Regions from separate parts of the Capsicum annuum genome. Here region 2 is linked to region 1. The links are chromatin contacts, called in public Hi-C maps. All regions are on one chromosome and are shown on one strand. The core of a region is the stretch at or near the end of the contact, and the rest is flanking DNA. Distances in the headings are between cores, read along the strand shown.

Region 1 (6,857 bases), core at 556-3,055:
TAAGTGAGGAGGATACTTTCACAAAACATATTAATACAATTCAGAGATTAGATTCAATAACATTTTTCAGTCATACCAAACACAATACATCATACATATACTCCTTTAAGTCGTGTTACTTTTTGGATTTTGAGATTCGAACAATTCTTCTTTGACCAGAGGCGGATCCAGGATTTTGAAGCTCCGAGTGCCAGGATAAATAGTAACGTATGCAACATTTTGCGGAAGTGGTCTCATTATCCATAGAGGAAATCTATGACATTATCCATAGAGGAAATCTATGTTTAAATTTGTAAACTGCCTTTTAAACAATGTAAGGCACTGCCTTTTTGGTATGGCTAGGTCTTTTCTTAGTTGCACATTTTATAGTTTAAAAAAAATAAAATCTCCTCCAGCAGATTCGAACTTGGGTCCCCAAGCAGCAAATTGCGACCTCTAGACATTGGTGCAACAAGCCCCTCTGTTACTTTGGGTGCCACAGTTAATATTTATACTAAATTCGTGTACAATATCTACAGATATACACATGTAAATATAGAGTTTCAATCGAGACTACGGGTGCCGTGGCACCCCCAACCCAATACATAGATCCGCCCCTGTCTTTGACCGTGACTTTTTTCATGTATATTCTAAATATTTTATATTTTCAATTACTATGACTTACATTACTTTATAATTAATTTCCAAATATGAAGGAGTAAATTTAATTTAAAAATTTGAAGTTTCCGAGCCCGAATTAAAAAGGACAGCCCTTGCTATGTGCGGGATCAGGGAAGGACCGGATCACAAATGTCAATTTTACACAGTCTTGCCCTGCATTTCTACAAGAGACTGTTTCCACGGCTTGAACAAGATCTGGAGGTAACATGGTGGCAATTTTACCCGTTAAGTCAAGCCTCCCCTTCCGCACCTGAATTCAAAGTCAAAATTAAACTTCTTGACCATCCAAATCCAAATTATGTCAGATAAATTCAGGCAGTACAGTTTATGAGCCAAAAAAATTGCAAAAGCAAAAAAATTACCGTGCTTCCCCATCGATCACGGGCATCAATATTAGCCTTCCTACACAACAAAAGCTTAGCAACCTCTACATGTCCTTCACAAGCAGCAATATGCAAAGCAGTCCTTCCATCTAAATCAATACTATTAACATCAACATCTTCATCCAACAGTTCCTTAACTCCATTCACATCACCTTGACATGCCATGAACAATAGCTGCATCGTCGAATCCAAATTATCCGGTACAGCATTTTCGAATGATGGACATCTACGTATTGGATCGAGCGATGATTGCCTACCAAAGCTAAATCTCATATTGTTATTCCTTGGATCCATTGAGTTTTGTCTTTTGAAACTGAATTTACCGCTCATTCTCAATGATCCTGTTGAGAATTGTCGAGATATTCCTCGTGTTAGACGGTTTTTTAGATCCATTTAACCGTTTATAACAACTTTTCACCTCTATATTTCAATAACACAATTATAATAATTTCATCATCATCATGAGAAGAAATGCCAAAACATGTTTAAAAAAAAAAATGTATATGTGGGATTATGAAATCTAGGAGGATTTGTTGTAAAGGAATTGAAAGTAGAGAATTGAGAATAAATTTCTCAGAGAAAGAAAGAAAGAAAGAAAAGTGCGTTACAATCTGGAGGAAATGAACGGGATATTATGAAATGAAAATGCTTTCAGGTACAAACATCCACACAGATTCCCGGAAAATACGTTATGATACTGATGTGTTTTGGGAGAATAGTCCACTTATTTTCCCTTTTTTCTTTCATTTTGTTTTCTTGTAATACCGTAGGTAAAAGCTTATCCGTATCAAAAATATTTACACTCAATTACAATTAATAAACAAAAGACGCGTGTCACTTTATATTATTGCAACTATTAGTAGTTAGCTGGTTAATTACAATGTGTTTTACACTTGATTTTAAATAATAATATCAATAAATTTGATGGTCTTTCTATTCTCTCCTAAATCAATCAATACTACATTGCTGCTTATCAAAGGTCATTATTGGCTATTGCAAACATGAAAACTTTTCCATTTATCGGATTTCATTACCAACTAGACATCAATCAATCAATATATATAGGCTGAACTCATCGACAGACATCTAAAGTTTCTGCGATCTTTCACTGAGTAAATTTTATTCATGATCACTACAAACCTGAAAACTTTTCCACTTATCGAATTTCATTACCAACTAGACATCAATCAATCAATATATATAGACTGAACTCATCGACAGGCATCTAAAGTTTCAGTGATCTTTCATTGAGTAAATTTTATTCATGGTCACTTAACTTTGTATCTATTATGCAAAAGTCATTTTTCTTTCATTCATTTTATCCATGGTCACTTAACTTTATATCTATTACGCAAAAATCACTTTTCTTTTATTCATTACACAAAAGTCATTTAACTTTACCCCAACCATCACAAAAGTCACTATAACCGAATTTTACAATAATTATATCAAAAAAATTATGTGGCAACCTTAATTAGTTCTTATATGGTGTTTGGATAAGATTATACGTTGGTCAAAATGGCTTAAAAGCCACTTTTTACTTTTACGAGTGTTTGGCAAGTTTCAAAATTGCTTTAAAAAAGCCGAAAATTGTTTTTTATAAGCTAAAAACTAAAAACTCCAATTCCAACTTATTTTTTTTTTTTGGGGCTTTTAAGCCATTGTAGTTTGACCAATTAAAAGACATTTTTGTCCCTCAAAATTCTCCCTTATTCCAAAATTACCTTTGTGTAGCCGCAAAATAGCTTTTAATGCTTGTATTAATTGAATATTTTCACTTTTTGTAATATTAGTACTTCTTTTGTATGATACTTCTAATTTATGAAATATGAATTTTTATATATTATTCCCCTTCTTTAATATATTCTTTTAAATTTAGACAACTATTATTGTACAACATATGAATTTCTCTAATAAAAAAATAATTCACCAACCAAAATATATGGAGAATACTCATTAAAGATAAACAACTTCATGGACGATTAGTGAATGATCCATCTATGTTTCACGATGCAACATTTGTATTTACCAATGTTTTAATGGTGATAGTCATTACTAAATCAACGATTAATATATTTCTAATTAAGATTCTTTTTATCAAACAAATAGTATCATTTGTAACCAACTATCTATCTATTAATGTAATTATAATAATTAGTAACATATATAGTTTGCTTAATGATTTAAACTCTTTTAACAAAAAAGGTTTTTTAGTGCACAAATTAATAGTCATTCATGAAAATATTTTTAATATATATATATATATTAAAATATATATTAATTTTAATTTGAATCATTTTAGATATAAAAATTAATAATAATCAACTCTATGTATTGTGAACAGCTTTAAGGGTATTTCAGACATTTTGACCTAAAAAGTGCTTAAAAGCATTTGTTTACCAAACACATCAATAACTTTTTTTCAGTTTCAGCACTTTTATTCAAACACGTAACTGTTTATTTTTAAAATAAGTTCAGCACTTTCAAAAGCACTTTTAAAGAATTTTTTAAAAGCCACTTTTTTTGGCCTATCCAAACGGGACCTTAATGTCACGACCCGATTTTCGAGTCATGATGGCACCTACCACATCCCACCGGTAGGTAAGCCAATACCGTAATCAGGAGCTATTGCAGTTGGTTACCTTGGAAAGAATGTCCAACTTGGACCCATATGTGAACACAATATATAACAACAATATTTCACAACAAAGGACAGCCGATATTCAAACACAAATCCCACGACCTGATAGTATTAATACAAGAGCTTCTAAAGTTGACAAGAGGAATTTACAATCTCAGAATCTAAAATGTCTTCAATAATCTCATACATTTGTCTCGAAAGCAAAAGACAAATAAGAATAGAGGGGAAAGAGGGAAACTCAATCTCCAAGAGCTCACCCTATCTCCGAATAGTCAACTCGCATGAACTAGCTCAATGGCAGCAACTAGAACCTGGGTCTGCACCAAAAAGGTACAGAAGTGTAGTATAAGTACCAAAACATGGGTACTCATTAGGCATCATCGACCGACTGAGCTCAAATATAATATAAAGACGATATAACGTTAGACAATGATCTTAAAGTCAAGGGATAAGATCAAACCTGAATCTGCTTTGATACCACTGTAACAACATCTATACTACTAAAGCAATAACATGACATACTATCTCAATATACCCCACAATCTCCATAACAGCTGAGTATCATTTCAAAAGCATAAAGCCATATGCACAATCGCAAAGCATCTACAATCATCATCAACCATCTTTAGAACATAAACACAAGAACTTACCACGACGCCCCATACCATCGGGAAGTACATGAAAGAGAGCACAACAAAGAACTCATCACGGCGTCCCATACCACCGGAGAACACACAAAAGAATATCAAACAAGAACTCATCACAGCGTCCCATACCATCGGAAAGTACACCAAAGAATACAATCAATAAATACACTAAAGCATAACTACTCCATCAATTTACCGAAAACTGCGGGTAGAACAACCCTGCCATGGCTCATTACCAAAATCCACTTCCAAATACCCATACCGTAATTGAACATAAAGAAACCAACATTGCCATAACATAGGCATGCAATCATTAATTCTATAATTCATTGATAAATACCGCAAAGTCCATACTAATTAACCTTATTTTTTCAAAAGTCAAAAGATTACAAGTCTTAAAATTACTAGTCATCAAGTTGGGGAAAAACTACAAGCCACCCATAGTATAGATTATTCAACTATCATAAGGCCATTCTTTAACTAGCATCATCATGACATGAATTATCAACTAAGCCATCTCAAATTCATATGTTACGAGATAATTTAACTAACTATCACGCAATACTAGATCCATCATCTCTAAGCATGTCATAACCTTAAGGACTAGTTTCCATATTTTAATCAATCCACCAACTAGTTTACTAGGTTCCAAATAATAATCATATATTTTAGAAGTAGTTAGTTATCACATAAGCCATCTTACTACGCAAGATTTCATAATATAACTTCTTATTCCAATGAAGTATATATATTAGGTTAGCCCTTGAATTTGTATGCAAGTTTACACATGACGCTAAGTCTTAACTTAATATTAAGCATAAATTTCCTCCAGTAGCTAATTTAGCATAAAAAAGAGTCACACCTCTTATATAGTGATTTGGAACAAGAAATGAATAACAATTTACCAAGAGAGACCTCATAATTCAATCACATAGGCGATTGGCCCCACACAGCCTAACCTTACAAATATCAACGCATATAAGTAAATTTGCCCCACACAGTATCATATGTTCTTACCTTTTTCATATTTACAGGGAATCATTACAATATCAACATATTCCTCTGGATTTATCAGGCATCATCATAATATTACACATTCCTCCAAACTCGAATCGGGCCATCATTATAAGATCACGTATTTCTCCAAATTCATCGGGCATCATCATAATATCACACATTTCTTTAGACTCGAATTGGGCATCATCATAATATCACGCATTCCTCCGAACTCAAACCGAGCATCACCATAATATCACATATTCCTCCGAATTCACTAGGCATCATCATAATATCATATATTTCTCTAGATACACAACATACATCCACATACATAACCAAACCAATAAGCATACACAAAAGCTCATAATATATAAAGAAGTAGGGATATAGGATAACACTTTCCATTTTACCTTACTAATAATCTTCACACGTAATATGAGCATCAACAAGAGCATGAGTATTTACAAGGCATGCACAATAGTCACTTAAGAAGATTATTAAAGTCATGATCACAAGATAATTCGATAATCGAGTTCAACCATCACAACTCCTATGTACAAATAATTTAGACAATCACCACTTATCTAGGTCGCTAAGCATTTACTTAGTCCAAGCTTAAGGTGGGTCAAGTCCCACTTCTAAATTCCGAGAATGTGAAGCTTACTAACAAAAGTCTAGATTCTAACCGGAATTAAGCTAGGTCATCCATACCTCAACATAATGGCTTACCAATCCTTTCTAGGTCCATAGGGAAAGTTTTTCAAGAATCCTTCCTAAGTCAACCCAACCCTAAGGTCATCTCCTATCTAGGCATTATATAGGTCAATACACTCCTAAGGATAGAGAAGTATACCATTTATGTTTACTTAGAATAACTATAGTGTTCTCACACTAGTCATGAGACCATAATTAAGTTAACTGAGATCCTAGACTAAGGGTTAAATATGATATCTTACAAATTCATTGCCTATAGCAATTAATAAATTCCAAGTTCACTATTTAACTAACTATCATTTAAATTTCCTACCCAATCTCGTGAGATATCAATGATTACATTACAAACAAGTTCAATCTAGACTACGAGTAAGCCTAACCTACTTTGAATCTAAGCAACTTACGAACCAATACGTTTTTCCTTTCCTTTCTAAGGGGCTTCCTCTTCCACAAGCAATGCTATCAATAATATAATCTAAGCATTACAACAAGAATGACAATATCCATTATAGCATCATTGTGCCATGGGTTTCAAATGGACACCAAAACCCCAATTGGGTTTCACCCTTGGAAAAGAGTTTCCAAGACCAACCCATAACCTAATTATCTTTAGGGAGTTAAAACTCCCAAGTAATTTGAGTCAATCGCTTAATTTTGGGGCTACAATTGACCCAGAATCATTTAGGGGATTTGAGTCAAGAAACCATGAAATCAATATCAAATTAGAGGAATTCTTACCTTAGATTTGAAGAAAAAAATTGGATTACACAAGTTGCTAAGCTTCTAATCAACCCATAAGACTCATTTTTTTGT
Region 2 (7,241 bases), core at 4,499-6,998, 350 kb after region 1:
CTCTTACAGATGGTTCGAATGGGTTTGTGGCATACTGTCATGCATCCAGAGTAGGTTTGGGTTGTATCCTCATACAGCATGGTAAGGTCATAGCCTACGCCTCCAGAAAGCTTAAGCCCCAGAGAATAATTATCTGACTCATGATCTCGAGTTAGCAATAGTTGTGTTTGCCTTAAAGATTTGGAGGCACTACTTACATGGGGTGGATATTGATGTGTTCACCAATCATAAAACTCTTCAGTATGTGTTTTCTCAGAAAGACTTAAACCTCCGTCAAAGAAGGTGGTTGGAGTTGTTGAAAGATTACAACATGAGTATTGTTTATCACCCGAGCAAGGCCAATGTAGTGGCTAATGCTCTCAGTAGACTGTCTATGGGTAGTGTTGCTCATGTTGAGGACAGTAAGAAAAAGTTAGTTCAGGAAGTTCATCAACTTACCCGACTAGGTATCCACTTAGTCGATTTAGCTGAAGGTAATGTGTGGGTTCAGAATAGTTCAAAATCATCTCTAGTTTCTGAAGTAAAGGAAAAATAGGATAGAGATCCCAGTTTAGTCAAGTTGAAAGAGTCAGTCAAAAAGTAAAATATGAAGGTTTTCTCCCAAGGAGGAGATGGTGTATTAAGCTGTTAGGGTCGTCTATGTGTGCCAGGTGTAGATGACTTGAGGCAGTAAATTCTTGCAGAAGCGCATGGTATGCGCTACACTATTCATCCAGGGGCCACCAAGATGTACCGCAATTTGCGGGAGATCTATTGGTAGAGTGGGATAAAAAGAGACATTGCAGAGTTTGTGGCTAAGTGCTCAATATATCAGCAAGTTAAGATTGATCATCAGAGGCCTAGTGGGTCCATGCAGGAATTTAGTATTCTCACCTGAAAATGGAAAGAAGTGAACATGGACTTTTTGATGGGTTTGCCTCGTACTCATCGTCGGCATGATTCAATTTGGGTCATTGTAGACAGGATGACCAAATCAACTCATTTTCTTCCAGTTCATACCTCCTATTCAGCCAAGGATTATGGAAAACTCTATATCAGGGAGTTGGTCAGATTGTACGGTGTTCTGTTATCTATTATCTCAGATAGAGGTCCCCAGTTCATCTCTCATTTTTGGAAAACATTCCAAAAGGGTATTGTTACCCGAGTTCATCTCAGTACAACCTTTCATCCTCAGACAGATGGTCAAGCAAAAAGGACAATTCATACTTTGAAAGATATACTACAAACGTGTACGATAGATTTTAAAGGTAGTTAGGATGACCACTTGCCTTTGATTGAGTTCTCATACAATAACAGCTATTATTCCAGCATTCAGATGGCTCCATTTGAAGCCCTCTATGGTAGGAGCTACAGATCTTCAATTGCTTGGTTCGAAGTGGGAAAGGCCGCAGTTGTAGGGCCTGACCTAGTATTCAATACCTTAGAAAAAGTTCAGTTGATCAGAGAAAATCTTAAGACCTCTCAGAGCCAATAGAAATCTTACGCAGATGTACACAGAAAGGATCTCGAGTTTGAGATTGGCGATTATGTATATTTGAAAATCTCTCTCATGAAGGGAGTGAAGAGGTTTGGCAAAAAGGGAAAGTTTAGTCCCCGATATGTTGGTCCCTTCAAAGTTCTCAATCGTTTTGACAAAGTATCTTATAATCTCAAATTTCCTTCAGATCTAGCTTCAATCCATCTAGTGTTTCGTGTCTCCTTGCTAAATAAGTGCATAGATGACCCAGAATTTGTAGTCCCTGTTGAGGGCATAGATATTCAGAACAACCTCTCCTTCGAAGAGATTCCAGTCAAAATCCATGACTATCAGACTCACAGATTGAGGAACAAAGAAGTCCCTATAGTCAAAGTTCTTTGGTGGAATCAATCCATTGAGGGAGCTACTTGGGAAGCAGAAGCAGACATGCGGACCAAGTATCCTCATCTCTTCTCCGCAAACACAGACTCAGCCCAAGGTAATAGTTTTTCCTAAGCTTATTTAGTTTCATGTTCAGATTTCAGTTACAAAGTTGGTATTAAATACCATTGCATGTTCAGGCATATGTTCATGAGTCAGTTCAGTCATGTATCCATGCATCAGATATGCATGTTCAGTATGAGAAACTCAGCTTATCATAAATCCCAGTCATGTACTTATAAATTGGCTCAATTATGTACTCATGCATCAGATATGCATGTTCAATGTGGTAATTCAGTATATCAGTAATATTAGTCCTATAGTCATATCCTAGATATCCATATCCAGTAAGTAGATTCAACCTACTAGTACTCTCAGTTCATTCCATCCCATTCGAGGATGAATATTCCCAAGCGGTAGATATTGTAAGACCCCACAAAATTTCTAGCTTAATTCAGTCTTTTAAGCTTGTCAAGGGGTCCTAGACTTAGAATATTTAGCTAGCTAAGTACTTAGAATATTTAGCTAAGTATTCCGACTTAGTTATATTTTTAGCCTTCATAAGTTAGCGATTTTACTTTGCGACCTTAATGTCTTTTAATGTCTATATTTGAGTTAATTTATGATCAGGAAGGTCAATAAGTGAACCCGAACAAGTTTTGGATTTTTTGAACTTTGTTTGAAGCTCCTTTGGAATCCCAAAATAGTGAACCAACGCGATCTTAGCGCGTCACATCGACTATTGCGTTGGTTAATATTTTTCCTAGCTACTACCATTAAATTCTAGTGAGTCGACGCTAACTTGGCACGACACTTTAGATATCACATCGATGCCATCGACGCACCGCGTCGACCTGCGCATCAGTAACCCAGTTTTTCAGACATTTAAAAGTCGCATCTCAAGGGGTAATTAGGTCTTTCTCCCACGCCCTTTAGCCCCCATAACACGAAGTTTAGCCCCTTTAGAGGTATAATACAATCATTATTCATAAAATCCTCAAGAACAAAACCTTAGGGATATTAATCCAAGAATCAAATCCAAGAGATTTCACCATCAATATTTCCAAATTCAAGCAATAAGGTATGTAAAGTTTTCATCCAAGGGTCCCTTCCACCCTTGCAGTTCAAGAAACTTATTTTAAAAACATAAGTTGTTATGCCCATGTTGTTGGTTTGAATGTAATCATGTTGATGTTGTGGTATGCATTTCAAGTTGAAATCTTTAATGTATTTCTTGATATTATGGTGGTACGTAAGTTGAATTTTGATTCTCTTAGGTAGAAATTCCTGAATTATGAATTAATATGGTAGTCATGATGTATTAGTATTGTTGTTCATTCCTAAGTATAAATTTATGCCTTGTAAGTGTTTGATGGAATGTTCATGAGATTAGTTTATGAAATTATGACATATTAGCATGCATTCCTATTTATGTGCAAGTTCACGACTTTCAAGTGCTTGATGAAATGCCTAATAAATTGTATTGTGAGTTGTTGACTATTGTCAAGTATTCAAGAATTATCATGTCTTATTATCTTCATGCTATCGAGTCCTGGGGGTATACCTGACAAATTAGTTGTGTGCCTAGAGCCAGTGCCATTTACAGAATCCATCCCAGCCATGTCACGATCAGTAGTACTCTCAGCTAGTCTCAGAATTTAGGAAAAACTCAGTAGTATTTAGTTCATGCCTCAGTAAAACTCAGTCAGTAAACAGAATTCAGTAGCATTTTGTCAATCAACGGAACTCAGTAAACTTGGTCCAGTTCAGTCTAGTATACTCAGTTCAGTGTCTATTCAGTTGGGAGTAGGATTCAACATCGAGTGAACCCAAGGATAAAGGCTCACCTGCCAGTAAAGGGTGTGATCCTTAGAAGCAGTCCTTGTGTTCCAGAACTACGTAGCCAGCGTAGGTTGAGACATCAAACTTTCCAGATGAGGGTTGATGAGGTAGCTGAACCTGTCAGTTAAGGGTTTCACTATTCGTATTAAAGTACCTGATAGATGAGGGTAACTCTCAGCTTTTATTTACTCGTGGCACAGTATTGACACCCTTCCAATTGGGGTTATAGGTTGGACCCCAAATCAGTTTAAAAGGGGCATATCGGTTAGATGATTACTTCCCACAGTCTCAGTCTCATTCATCAATAAAGAACTCAGATAGTTCTACAGATTTCAGGACTGTCAAATACAGTCATTCAGCTCAGTACAGAACTCAGCTAGTTTCATCAGAGTCAGGACTGTCACTCAGTAACAGTATATCAGTTATCAGTAATCCATATTACTAGTAAACTCAGTATTCAGTATTATTATGACTTAGTTACAGCTTCTGTATTTATGCATGTATTTCTCACTCAGCTATATCCATGTTATTCGGTCAGTTATAGTTCATGCATGTGAACCTTTAAATTCAGTCTACCTCACTTTGCATACCAGTACATTCACGCGTACTAACGCATACTTTTCTCTTGCGTTATGGTATTTTATACCATAGGTTTGGATGCTCAGGTTCCTGATCACACGTAGGTAGATTCAGATTTAGCCTGCAGCAGTAGACTAGCAGTGAGTCCTCATCATTCAAGGATATTCTTTTATTTTATTATCTCATTACATTCAGTATTTCAGTAGATGAAGTTAGTTAGGGGATTGTCCCATCAACTCCACAGTTTAGACAGTTCAGCTAGAGGCTTTTCAGACTAGATATTCAGACAGTTATTTCAGATTTATTTTAGTTATTTGAATCTTATGGCATTTTATCCCATTATTCTGCATTATAACATATTATTACTCAGTTATTGCAGCAGGTATCAGTCATGGGTTAGCTCATGGTCCTTCGGAATTATGAGCACCGTATAGCGTCCGGGATACAGACTCGGGGCGTTACACTATTGGTGAGGAATATTACTATTGGTGCAAGATAATCACCATGATTAGAATTTATTCCTTTACCACCATCACGACTACGACCAGGCATGATCACGACTACGACCAGGACCTTTTCATACCTGGGTTGGCGAAAACTTGCTACATTCACTTCAGAAATTGAGCATTACTAGTAGCTCGGCTCTCGTGATTTTTCATCAAAAGATCATTATGTTGTTCATCAATAAAAAGATGTGAAATTAATTCAGAATACTTTTTAAATCTCATTTCTCGATATTATTGTTGCAATAGTAAACTTGACGCAGAAAAGATGGAGAATGTTTTCTCTAGCATATCATGATCTGTGATATTTTCTCCGCATAAGTTTAACTATGAAATAATTCTAAACATCGTAATTATACGGAGTTGTATCTTTAAAATCTTGTAATCTGACCATCTTCATGTAGTCATATCTATTTTTCAAATTATTCCACTCTTCAAGAGGATCCTTAACAATGAAATACCCCTTTTTGATCCCTCATCAAGGTGACGACGAGGAAATAGCATAGCCTTGGCACTGACTGGATTCAATGTTTGCTTTTTATCTTTGATGGTATCTACCTGACTCATCACATCTAAATGAATTTTGGAATCAAGTGCCAAAATAAGTAGGTTTTATTCGATATATCCAGGGCAACAAATTCATTGTTAGATAGACTCGACATTATTTTTTTAAAAAAAAATAAGTTTCTTACTTTTATTACAGTTAAAAATATTTACTCAAAATGACAGAGGCTCGTGTTGATAATGTGTTATAAAATAGAACAAGATATTAAATTAAGAAAAACAAGCAAAGACAATTTAAAGAGATAGAATGGAGTAGGAAGTACAATTATTTCATTGTATTGTTCATATGTTACAATGTACAATCAAATGGCTATTTATAGCCAACAGTCCTTGGGGACAAAGTCAGCAGTAGCCACTAATAGTACTTGGAGGCCAAGTTTAATAGCTTGGCCACTATATTAGCCACATAACATTACATGGTTATATATACATCATATAACAATCTTTGATAAGTTGGATAGAATTCAAAAGTATGAACTTTTTGTTTTTGCTGGCAAAACAGTCTACACGTTTGCAACATTCTTTTAGATCTTAAAATTAATTTTGCATGATAACTTTAAAGCTATAAATTAACCACGATAATTCAAGTGCTTTCATCCAATTTGGATTACTGTGGTTAATTTTCAGGTTTGAAGTTATCACGCAAAATTAATTCAAGATCTAAAAGAATGTTCCAGACAAGTTTGTTATTTTCTGCGAAAATAAAAAAGTTCATACTTTTAAATTCTATCCAACTTATTAAAGTATAGAATTCTCATTATTAATTGACTATTGGATAGAATTTAAAAGTATGAACTTTTTTGTTTTATTATCTATAGGTTATTTTCGGCGAAAACAAAATAGCTTTTTTGTTTGAATAATCAATTCTAATTATCTTTAATAGGTAAATGGGGCAAATCATAGGTCCTTAATAGTGTCGACAAAGAAAGAAGCATATTAAAAATCATTTGCGCGACGTAAAAAAGTGATTCAACATTTTGACAACCCCTACTATATACCACCACAAAACAAACTAATTGGTATGACATTTGCCAGAAACGTCTTTCCTTGACAGCCCTACTATATACCACCAGTAAACCAACTAATCGGTATGACATTTACCAGAAGTTTGAAAATCTATGAATGAACGTCTTTCCTATTGGGGTATCAGCCTTCGGGCTTTCAAAATAACTTAAAATGTCGGTTCTCAACGCCCAAAAGCTCAGGGATTGAATAGCGTCCTGTGTAACAATTGACTACCTTGGCTGGAAGAGTACTTCCATGCTTTCCGGGAATTATTGAGGAAGCTCTTTATACTGGAATTGCAAAGATCATTGAATGAATAGTTGAGGCAGAGTGCGAGAGAAAGCTCAGACAAGTTATCTTGTGATCTGGTCAAGTCGAAGCGAATCGATAAGCGGAACCGAAGAAGAGTTTTTTCAGCCCAAAAATTAAGAACCAATGGAATATCTATCCATCCATGAACATCAATTGTAACTGCATATACACTAAAGTGAGGTTGGTCCGTATACCTTGAAAGCAGTTCAATGGCAGGTTATGGAAGACATGAAAATGGATGAATGTGAACTAAACTAATTGATACTGATTGATAAACCTTAAAGAAACCTATAGGTTTATTTTAAAAAAGAAATAGATTGGAAATTTAAGTCATGTGGGAGAGTGAATGGAACGCTGCTTATTCAATGGAGGTGGATTAAAGTGATCTAAAACATTTAACCATGGAGACATCCAATAAAACTACAAACCGAAAATCTTGCATCACTTGCACTCATGATTATAGAAACATATATTAAGCAGAGGCTGAAAAAAGGAAAAGGAAAATCACATTCCAGTACATAAAAGCCACAAAATTTCAC

What was found. Hi-C and Micro-C count contacts between places; a contact is called where the count stands out from the background.
Region 2: a Hi-C map of placenta shows a contact between it and region 1, with 2.4 times the contacts expected there. The contact joins the enhancer-like site here to the promoter of LOC107847377 in region 1. A contact is called at or near these places in 3 of 5 Hi-C or Micro-C datasets (bud, leaf and placenta).

Annotation. Positions count from the first base shown.
Region 1 is chr1:225,938,464-225,945,320 of UCD10Xv1.1, forward strand. LOC107847377 (integrin-linked protein kinase 1) reads right to left here and starts at 1,806. Exons shown (of 12, transcript XM_016691583.2): 1 at 1,023-1,806. The coding sequence starts at 1,436.
Region 2 is chr1:226,286,988-226,294,228 of UCD10Xv1.1, forward strand. It overlaps LOC107847392 (protein LONG AFTER FAR-RED 3), which reads right to left. Exons shown (of 13, transcript XM_047409219.1): 13 at 7,118-7,241. Among protein-coding and RNA genes, the nearest start is that of LOC107847392, 42 kb to the right of the region's middle. Within about 2 kb of position 5,749, at least 1 of the 5 cell types and tissues checked has an H3K27ac peak or open chromatin away from gene starts, as enhancers often do.